Regions from separate parts of the Mus musculus genome. Here all the other regions are linked to region 2. The links are chromatin contacts, called in public promoter capture Hi-C maps. All regions are on one chromosome and are shown on one strand. The core of a region is the stretch at or near the end of the contact, and the rest is flanking DNA. Distances in the headings are between cores, read along the strand shown.

Evidence for each region. Promoter capture Hi-C pulls out the DNA fragments that hold promoters and counts their contacts.
Region 1: a promoter capture Hi-C map of liver shows a contact between it and region 2, with 4 times the contacts expected there. The contact joins the promoter of Maml3 here to the promoter of Smad9 in region 2. A contact is called at or near these places in 2 of 39 promoter capture datasets (hippocampal neurons and liver).
Region 3: a contact with region 2 is called in a promoter capture Hi-C map of liver, with 9 times the contacts expected there. The contact joins the promoter of Tm4sf4 here to the promoter of Smad9 in region 2. A contact is called at or near these places in 2 of 39 promoter capture datasets (both in liver).

The regions. Positions count from the first base shown.
Region 1 is chr3:52,103,490-52,107,038 of GRCm38.p6, forward strand. It overlaps Maml3 (mastermind like transcriptional coactivator 3), which reads right to left and starts at 1,517. Exons shown (of 5, transcript NM_001004176.2): 1 at 190-1,517. The coding sequence starts at 654.
Region 2 is chr3:54,753,868-54,757,021 of GRCm38.p6, forward strand. It overlaps Smad9 (SMAD family member 9), which reads left to right and starts at 1,715. Exons shown (of 6, transcript NM_019483.5): 1 at 1,715-1,827.
Region 3 is chr3:57,424,048-57,427,266 of GRCm38.p6, forward strand. It overlaps Tm4sf4 (transmembrane 4 superfamily member 4), which reads left to right and starts at 1,363. Exons shown (of 5, transcript NM_145539.2): 1 at 1,363-1,741; 2 at 2,421-2,510. The coding sequence starts at 1,568.

The DNA of each region.
Region 1 (3,549 bases), core at 267-2,766, 2.7 Mb before region 2:
TCCCCAAATCTGACAACCCTGACAGATTAACAGGTAGCGGCGGCGGCGAAAGCGTTTACCCTGAGAAAAGTTGACGTTAACCCTTCGTCTCCATCCCACCTCATCCCTCGGTGCAAATCAGACCCTCACAGCCCCCAAGCCAGGAACTCCACGCCCCCGACCCCAACGCGCACCCCAGTGAGCCCTCACCATGATCAGCGTATGGTTCCTCTGCTCGGCTGAGGCAGCCTCCGCATCTTGCTGGGTTTTACTCGGGTGCTGCTGCTTGCCGCTGCCGGCGCCCGATTTCTTGGCTCTCTGCTCCAGGGTCCTCTGATAGAGGCTCACGGTGTCCCGGCGCTCCAGCTCCAGCTGCTCCACCTGAGCCTGCTGATACCTGTTCTCGCAGTTGACGTGGTGCCGCCGGCAGCCCTCGATGCGCTGGCGGAGCCGCTCGACTACCGTGCTGTGCTTGGGGACGGCCGCCGAGCTGCCGCCGGGGCCCCCGGAGCCGCCGCAGCCGCCGGCAGCGGGGTGATTGCCACTCGGAGCAACCGGAGTGCTATTGGGAGTATTCACGCCGATCCCGGCCCCGCCGAGGCTGCTGCTCAGGCTGCTGTTGATGCAGATACTACTACCATTCGCGGCGGCAGCGGGGGCTGCGAAATCCCCCATCCTGCTCCCGGGGCACACTATTTTGGAAGAACTTTTTTTTTTAATCCACCCCCTATCAGCCTTCTCCTTGGGTCCAAGGATTAAAATAGTTTAAGTGGAACGCGGGGGAGACGCAAGCACATGGATGAAAAAACAGCGATCCCCACGGGGTGAAAAAAGGGGGAAGAGATTTTGGGGTGTTTTTTTTCCTTAAAAAAACTGTAAAGATCGAGGGGAGAAAAAAAGGGGGTGTTATCAGAATACCATCAGACACCTATCAACAAATAGAATCCCAACAAACTGAGCCGGCAGCAGATCGGCTTGCAACTCAAGGGGAGATCCGCTCCTCGCCTGCCTCCTTTTAATAATCCATTATTTTCTAATAAATTCCAGGAGGTTTCCGGTGGTTGGCAAGCATTTTCTCCCTACGTACCGAAAAACACACCCCATGTACACACACGAGCGTGTGCCTCCAGTGCGGACACGCGCGACACACACTCACTCCACGCCGCATCGGAAAACGGCGAGCTTGCTTATTGCATTTTCCTTCCACAAAAAAGTTTTGGTGTTTATGCCGCCCCGTGTTCTCAAAGTACTTTGGCTGCTCAGTTGCATTTCACAGGAGCCTAGACATCGAGTCCTCGGGCTGGGCAAGTAAACACATGGACAGTCCGAGGCGACTGCAAAAGTAGATCGCTGGAGTCCTTTGCGAAACGCCGCGCGGAGAGCAGCCACTAATGCTCGGCCAGGCTGCCGCTGCCGCCGCCGCCTCCGCCACCATCACAATGATCAACTGCTCGCCGCCGCCGCCGCCTCCTCCTCCTCCTCGCGCTCCTCCACCTCCTCCTCCTCCTCCATGCCAGCGGAGTGATATCAGGACGCGCGAGCTCAGTAAACACGGCAGCGGCGGCGGCTGGAGGCCGTGAGACAAGCCCGGGGACCCGGTGCAAAACCCGGCCCGGACTCTCCCCTGGCGGGAGCGGGCGCGGCGCGCACCGACCTGACTCCCGCCTCCCTTGCCCCCCCACCCCCTCCCCTTCCCCAATCCAGCTGCTCCCCAGGCTGGGAAGCCCCGACCTGCCAGGAAGAGGGGGGAAAACAAAGATTGGGGGGAATCTTAGGAGTGGATCACCTTTTGACCCGTGTGTGTGTGTGTGTGTGTGTGTGTGTGTGTGTGTGTGTGTGTGTGTGTGTGTGTGTGTAAGTGAGCGCGCGGCGCGCGTGTATGTGTGTGTGCGCGCGCGCGAGTGCGCGGGGACGCGCCAGGCTGGCTGTGTTTCCTTCTGCCCAGCGAGGTATCCAGCGAGCCCAAGTTGTTGTTATACATTTATGCATTATATTGCAGAAATGTGCATGACCAGGCAGAAACAGTGCAGCTTCCCAGCAGCTGTCATCCCCACCCATGTGAAATGAAATAGGCAAACGAGTGGCTTGTTTTCAAGGCCCAGAGAAGACCCTGCTAGTGAACTCTTGCTCAAACTCTAGGACCCTCTTTAACTCAAATAATTTTTTTTCCTTACGTTTATTTGTTTATTGGGAAGAAGTGCCTAGTGCCACACCCCACGCACGCTTAGAAGTCAGAAGACAGCTTTGTGGAGTCCTCTAAGGTGGGTACTTGAGTTTGAACCAAGGTTGTCAAGATCTGGGGCAGTCAGTCACCTTTACCTCCTGGAAATTTCATCAAAGTACCCATTCCTCAATGAACAGAACTAAGCAGTCAAAACAAAACAAAACCTTGGGATATTATTTATTTCTCTGTACATAACGACTGTGGTTATTATGACGATTATTGTTTTATTTATCCTTGAAAAAAAATAAAACCAAGCAAGCAGGGACTTGGAGGTGAGACTAACAGTACATTTAAACAGACTGTTTTGAACACTAGGTGCTAATGACGGCAGCAATTAAGGGTCCTGCCTAAATCAAGTGGAAAGATTGCAGATTTCATGCTTTAGAACTATAGAAAGAAAGAAAGAAAAAAAAAACACAGCATTTCACAGTTTGTTGTGACCAAAACAAAAACAAGCCAAAAAGTGTGTGGGGGGCAGGCTTAGCTTACCACTAGATATATTTTTTTATTTCAATGGATTCACATTCACAATAGCACGATTGAAATGGAGTAGCTGCAGAGAAGTAATCTCAGGTTTTGTTAATTATTATCACACATTATCTACCCAGACACTGAGTAGAACATCTGACAAGAAAGTTCAAACACCCTTGGCTCAGTCTTACACCATTGCCCAGAGACGTCTGCAAAAATGAAAAGGCAGAAATTGCTAGCACTTCTGGGGTCCCTGGGCTACAGACCTCGATGGTGGGGTGTTCATGAAACGGCTTTTTGAATGGATTTGGGGGGGGGAGGGGGTAAAAACACAGCCCTGTTTTCTAAAGTACCCAGGAATAAAAGAAGGCTGGGCCTTGTTTTTTGTATGACAAAACTTTTCCCGGGGAGGTGCGATACACACACCTACTCATTCCAGACAGAGAACCCACCACAGACCAGAGAACAGATGCCATCAAAGGTCCAACTTAAAGAACCAATGAGTTTCATTGGTGTTACTTACAGGAATATGGGTGAGGGGTTCCTTACTGGAGCAGAAATTACTCAAAGACAGCTGCCTCACCACAGCCCACCACAGCCTGGGGACAGCTCACAAGAGCTGGAAACCCGGAGCACACTGCACAGCCTACAGGCAACTCAACAGGCTGGACTGGGTCCTTTCCTGGAGGTGCCTCAGTTGACCTAAACCTCTTCCAGGTAGCTTGGCTGGTTTCTGCAGCTTCTGAGTAGCTGATCTGATCCCAGTCTTCTTTGCAGCTTGGCTTGTCTGAGTGTTTTTGTTTTTGTGAGTTGGGTTTTTTTTTTTTTTTTTTTTTTAACAGTTTCTTTCCCAAGTCTGAGAGCAACTCTTAGCT
Region 2 (3,154 bases), core at 465-2,964:
TCGGAGCCCAGCTGTAGCACTGTGCGTCTAACAGATGTGGGCAGAAGTAGGAACAGCAAGGATGCTCACAGTCTTCCCAATTGGTATATTCTCCCAGAAAATTTTAGCTGTGCTTTTTTTTTTTTTTCAGGTCCCTAACCAAATTTATAAGGGAATTACCACCTCATCACAACTGTTGACAGTCTGGTTTCCTGTGCATTTCTGTAACACAGTGCTGTGGTGGAAGAGAATTATGTTCCTATTATATGATTAAAAAAAAAAAAACGCAGAAGAAGATAGATTAGAGAGGAGAATTTTTATAACCAGGGTGGTCAAAAGAATCCATCAGCGTGTGTTCTTCTCCAGGGCTGGTGTTTGCCCTTTCTTGAATCCCACCAGGTCTTACTGTTTTATCTCCCTAACCTTTAGGGAGTAAAGTCCAGAAAGGGCAGAGGACACACAAAGGCCCGTCCCACCCCTACCCCTTCCTACATGTCTCTTGACTTCTGTGAACTCACAGCCTCCATTGTGGAAGCTTGAGCCTGCTTAGCAGAGGTCTTCCAACAGTTTGTGCTTCTTCCGAATCTGATTGGATCACTTCTTTCTTTAATATCATTTCTGGGAGGGGGGTGGAATCCCTGAGCTGCAAGGTATCGATTCAGAGAACCTAATTAGTTTACTTGCCTCTAAATATACACAAAGCACAGCCCTCTTCCAGCCCATGGCTTGGAACGTTCCACCACCACCGGACAGTATTTCTTCTGGGGTTTCTTCCTCTCCAGGTCAATCAGAAACCTATCATAGCTCGGTTACAGCAGGGTAGATGAGCCAGGTGTAGAAAGACACTTTCGATTTGAAGTTAAAGAGGCATTTAAACTTCTGCGATCTGTTTTTACAAGCAAGGCCCTCCTAGGCTACACTTGGATGATGATGCAAAACTACCCGTGTTCCAGAAAGCGGAGGTTTGAGGATTAGAAAAAGAAGTTCAACCGAAGGACCTTCGTTTACATTTCAAAGGTGCCTTGGCCTCTTAGTGGACATTTGTGTTCTGGGGCTGACTGAGGTGGCCCTGTACCATCCTCTTCCTCTTGGAAGACCTATAAGGAGGTTTGGTGAGGGATCAAAGGCCTTCGGCATACCGGTGCCACTTTCCAAGCGGCTTTTCAGAGGCAGGCAACCTAGGAGATAGCCAGGCCACTGGGCAGGAAGGTTCCTCGTGCCCATGATGTATATCATGAGTAGATTAGGTAGCATGTATTCTACGCTGGATAAGAAATCACAACCTACATATTATAGAACTGGTTTGAAACTCTGCTTGCCACTCAGCTCGTTTAGATGTTCTTGGGCTGATGCCAGGGCCAGTCATGCCTCAGAGGAACAGACAGCCAGTAAGCGTGGCCTCCAGGGACCAGGACTCTGCGGTTCAGGAGACAGGCATGGTTGGTGGTCCTGTCTGCCTCTCCTGGAGCAAGGGGAGGGGAGGACAACCGCCCCCCTCCCTCTGCTGCCTACAGCCTGTCCAGGTGGGAAGGACATTTTCTGGGGATGACCCGGAGACTCCTCTGTCCCTGAAGGCTCTCTGCAGGCATGATGTGCAGAGCGGGCGGGTGCGCGGCGGGGCGGGGAGCGTGGCGCGGCCAGGGCGCTTGGCCCCTCCTGGCTGGGGCTGCGCGCACGGCCGCCTGGCGCCCTTCCAGCGCGGCGCACTCACGCGGGCGGCCGAGGAGGAGGCTCCAGCCTGACTGACGCCTCTGGAGCCGCTGTCTCGGTCCCGCCGCCGCCCGGCCGACCCTGCAGCTACCGCGCAACCGGAGTGCGCGGGGGGCACGCGTGGCACCTCTCGGACAGGTAAGCGCTGCCATGCCGCGGGCGTGGGCACTCGGGAGGCCCCTGAGGTCCCCAGGCGTGGGACTTGGTTCTCCGTGGAGAACCTGGGTGGTGTCTGTAGTGTGCGAGGGCTCCGCGGCATCCCAGCACCTGGGACCTATGGCGCGACGCGTGACCCGGGGCGTGGGCAGGGATGCGGGATGCGCGTGGGCCGAGTGCAGAAGGATGCACACTGTCCTGTACCCAGGGACAGGCGCCCTGGAGCTCAGCTCCGGGAAGTAGTCCTTTGCTGCAGAGCATGACAGTAAAGAGGCTAGTGTGAGTGCGTGTAAGGTAGTTATTGTGACTCTGGGGGAGATTTTAAAACTCCAGGGCACCCTTGGCTACGAAGCCTTATTTCATACTCATGTCATTTTTTTTTTCCTTCTCTGCTTACCTTTGAGGCATACACAGTGAGAAAGAGAAGAAAAAAAGTTAGGAATGTTGAGTGTCTGTAGCTGTTGGGTTGTGTTTGTCTTCTCCTGGGCCTACCATTGGGTGCCAGCGCTGCGCAGACAGGAGGGGGCGAGGTGGGGACAGATGCAGGCGACTGACTGACGCCGGCCTTGTGGGAGGCGTGTGGGGAACCTTCTTAAGGGTGGCTAATCGCTGCACTTCTTACTCCCTCCCCTCTCTCCCTCTCTCTACCATGGCAATTTAAAATGATAGTTTTGAGGTCCTCCGTTAGCGTCAGCCTATCTCTGGACTGGAACTGGTCCTCCTGAGAAATAACCTACAAATGAAGTGGATCTCCTTTTGGAAGCAAATTGTATGTAATTCGGTCAAATGCACAGCCACAGAACACTAGGAATCATTTTTACTTTTATGGCTTGCTGACGACGTTCTGTAAAAATGTAATTAGCAACGGGAGTGGAGAATAACGGTAGTCTTCGGCCCTTTAAATCATTGCCGCTTCCTAGGCCACTCCTCGGGAGGATTTGTGGTTGTGAAATGTGCTAGCATGCCTGTCAATGAGAAGGAATGCCTTCGGATGTTTACACTTAAAAAACTATTCATTTATATTTTAAAAAGGAAATAAAAATTCAGCCCTAGCACACTCTCTAGCAAACGACCAGGATTCAATGCTCTGCCTTTAGAAAGCCAGGAACATGAGTTTAGATCTGTGGTTGATTATCCAAGGACATCACAGTTAAGAAACCGGTGTGGTAGTTTATAAATAAGGAACCTTTAAAATATGCTAAGATTATCAAGGTGTCAAGTATTTCTGAAAACAGACTCCTTGGTGACAAGGCAGCTTCCTGCAAGCCAGCCTTTTCTGAGTCTTTCCTGACACTGAGGCCCCCCACTT
Region 3 (3,219 bases), core at 113-2,612, 2.7 Mb after region 2:
GAATTTTCTAAGCCTATTTGAACTAGATGGAAAATGCTAGTCTGGGTAGAAGGGAACACTAAAAATACTCATTTGTACTTTGGGGTGATTTTGCAGATGTTCAGTGAACACTTCCTTTTGTTTTTGTTTATCTCACACTGGCCCTGAGTTCTCTAAGTGTGTATACAGAACAACCAAGGCACATTTTGTAGACTCTTCAGAATGAACCTCAGTGTCTGCCTCTCTATAATCCTTCTCACAGCCGGCTCCCCTGGACAGTGGTCCTGGAGACTTGGCAAAGCATAGTCCACTGTTTCCCTGGCCATCCCTGCCAAGGAGCAAGTGCTCCATGACAGTTAGGTGTCAGTTGCTTGGTTTTATTGTTGTTGTTTTGTTTTGTTTTGCTTTGCTTTTATTTTTGTTTTTGCAACAATTCCAACCCCTAAATATTTTACTTATTGTCCTTAGTTTTGACCTCTAGACTGTCAGTAAAGAGCTAATTCTCTTCCTCACCCCATAGTCCTCTGGCTGACTCATCACACAGTACCAGGATAGGTCAATGCATCGTGTGGAGCTGGTGTAAGTGTGTCTGAGACAACTTAAATGACACAAAGCAAACTAGTAACTGAACCGTGCTCCTGTAAGGCGGCAAAGCCTCTGCATGGGTTTGTTTTCCTTCCTCCCTTCCGATTTCTAGCTGCCTCCAGTCTCCTCCTCTCTACCTCCATTAGCATCTAGCTTCTCCCAGGGCTCTCTTGCCTTGCCCTTTAGACACAGGTTTCTATTTCTGTATGAAGTAACAAAACAATCCAATTAGAAAAGTTGGTTTTGCCGATTCTATGACGTGTTGGGAAGAACATGGTATTTAATTACCTAATTGAGTAAACAAATAAAGAAATACAGCAGTCGGGCAGTAAAACAAATAGCTGTTCTGATTTTATCCTTTAAAAACGCCAGGCCTGAATTCAGCAGTATCCAATAAGTCCGTGGAATTGCTTCTCTATTAAGGAAAGCAAGGCCATCTGGATAAGCCTGTGTTTCAGGCTTTCCGTGAACAAGACCAAGGAAGAGCCAAGCAGATCACTTAGTGTTTGGGAGTCATAACATTAATCAGGATATTAGTGGGTTATGAGAGTGATGTATATAATGCCCAGGGAATACTTCTTTATTTGGGCAGAGACATTATGAAATTAAAGGGGCAGTGCTGAGCACTGCTTGTCCCAGCCTTCTCTTCAATTGCAACAACTTGAATGTCTTGTCTGTGCTGGTGGATTATTAACAGAGGTTATTGGTCTCCATGGCAAAACAATTGAACGATCGCACAAAACGTAATCTCATTTATGGGGTTGGAAAAAAAAGAGAGAGAGAGAGACATAGAGTCAGGGATATAAATATCCATTGCCACTGAAGGCCTGCCGTAGTTGAGAAGTGAAGTGTCTCCAAGGTTCAAAGAACTCTGATATTTGGTCCCACTTTTCTTATTGACCCCGGTACAGCCACTGGAACGTGCTGCTGCAATCCCTGAGGAGAACCGTCAAGCTGGTGGCGACGAGCCTTTGATCTCTGTGCTTTCCTGTGACCCCCCAGCATGTGTACTGGGGGCTGTGCCAGGTGCCTGGGGGGCACCCTCATTCCCCTGGCTGTGTTTGGCCTCCTGGCAAATATCCTGTTGTTCTTTCCTGGAGGAAAAGTGGTGAACGACAAAAGCCACCTTTCGGATGAGGTCTGGTACTTCGGAGGAATATTGGGAAGTGGAGTCTTGGTGAGTAGAGAAACCTTAACATTCCCACGAAGGCAAATCCTCGTCTGTCCTTATTGCAGGAGATGCCATTTTGAAGCTTACAACCTATATGCGATGAAAAGTAGTGCCCTAATATACTTCCCCTTTCTATTCGCGGCTGGGGACAGCTTGGTTTACTAAGTGGTTCATCCCCAAGTTTGGGCTGGAGTCACCCTAAGACATCTGAGCCCAGAGAACCAAGCTAATAGCCACTTGATTATTTTACTCTAGTCAATTGTGGCAATAAGAACTAAAAACAGAACACAGTGCTTTATACAAATGGATTGACTTAGAATGAAGGGACACAGAAGCTGTAAGTAAGCTTTCATTCAGGAATTCACGGCTTCTTCATCTCCTTGTTTCCAAATACGCGTGGGACCTCCAGCTTGTAGTAGTGGAGGCCTTGCTTTTTATACACTGAGTATAAATATATCCTTGCCCTAAACCCACCCTGTAAACGAAAAACTCAGCCTATCTACTCTTAAAATCTCCTCACAGAAGTTGACCAAATGGAATCCCTGTACTAAAAGCTGCCATGAGCCATCGGCTGTTAGGTCTTGCCTGCCCCACTTAAGCCCCTGAGACCTGAGGTCTTCACTGGCAAGAAAAAGTGTGGGTTTCCCTTCACCCCAGACCGTCTAAGCACTTTTCTTGCCGGCAGATGATCTTCCCTGCGCTTGTGTTCTTGGGCCTGCAGAACAACGACTGCTGCGGATGCTGTGGCAATGAGGGCTGTGGGAAGCGATTTGCGGTGAGTCGTTCTGGGATCAGCTGACAGAATCTCTGGGGTTCACTGCCCGCTTGTTCTGGGCAGCATGGGTGTGCCAAACAAGTAATCAGCCCCAGCCAAGACTCCTGGGCCATCTGGTACAGGATTAAGCTCTAATTCTCACTGATACGGAATAATAAGAATAAATATATTCTACAGCCTTCATAAAGGTGTAGATCCATTTTTTACCAGTACACTGAGATGCCAGAGTTTTAAAACCAGAGTGAGGCCCCAGAAGGAAGGCAAAGATGGAGCCACAGGTTTCCCTTTGCCACTAAGAAGACATGAGAACTTGAACAAGCCATGTCCTTCTTCCAGCCCTCAATTGCATCACCATTGAAGGATACTGGGGCACAATAAAAGATGGTATCTTCCCCCTCCCTAAAAGCTAACTAAGCCCCCTTCTTTAGCACAGCAAAGGTCACTCTTTATGGAGGCTCTGTATTTCCCACTGCCATTCAGAATCAACCTTGGGATTTCAATCTCCTCTCCTTTTTCATGCGGCCATCCATCTTTTAGTTGGTGAAGCAGAGACTAGGGAGGTATTAATGTTCCCAGAGGGGCAGGAGGAATGCTGGAATGTGGGTCAGGTCCCATTTCTGCAGCTGGGCAAGACACCAAGTGTAAGATAAGCAAGTTGGACTGGATCAGAATTCCCTAGATATGGACCAAACCCTGGTATAAAGATACA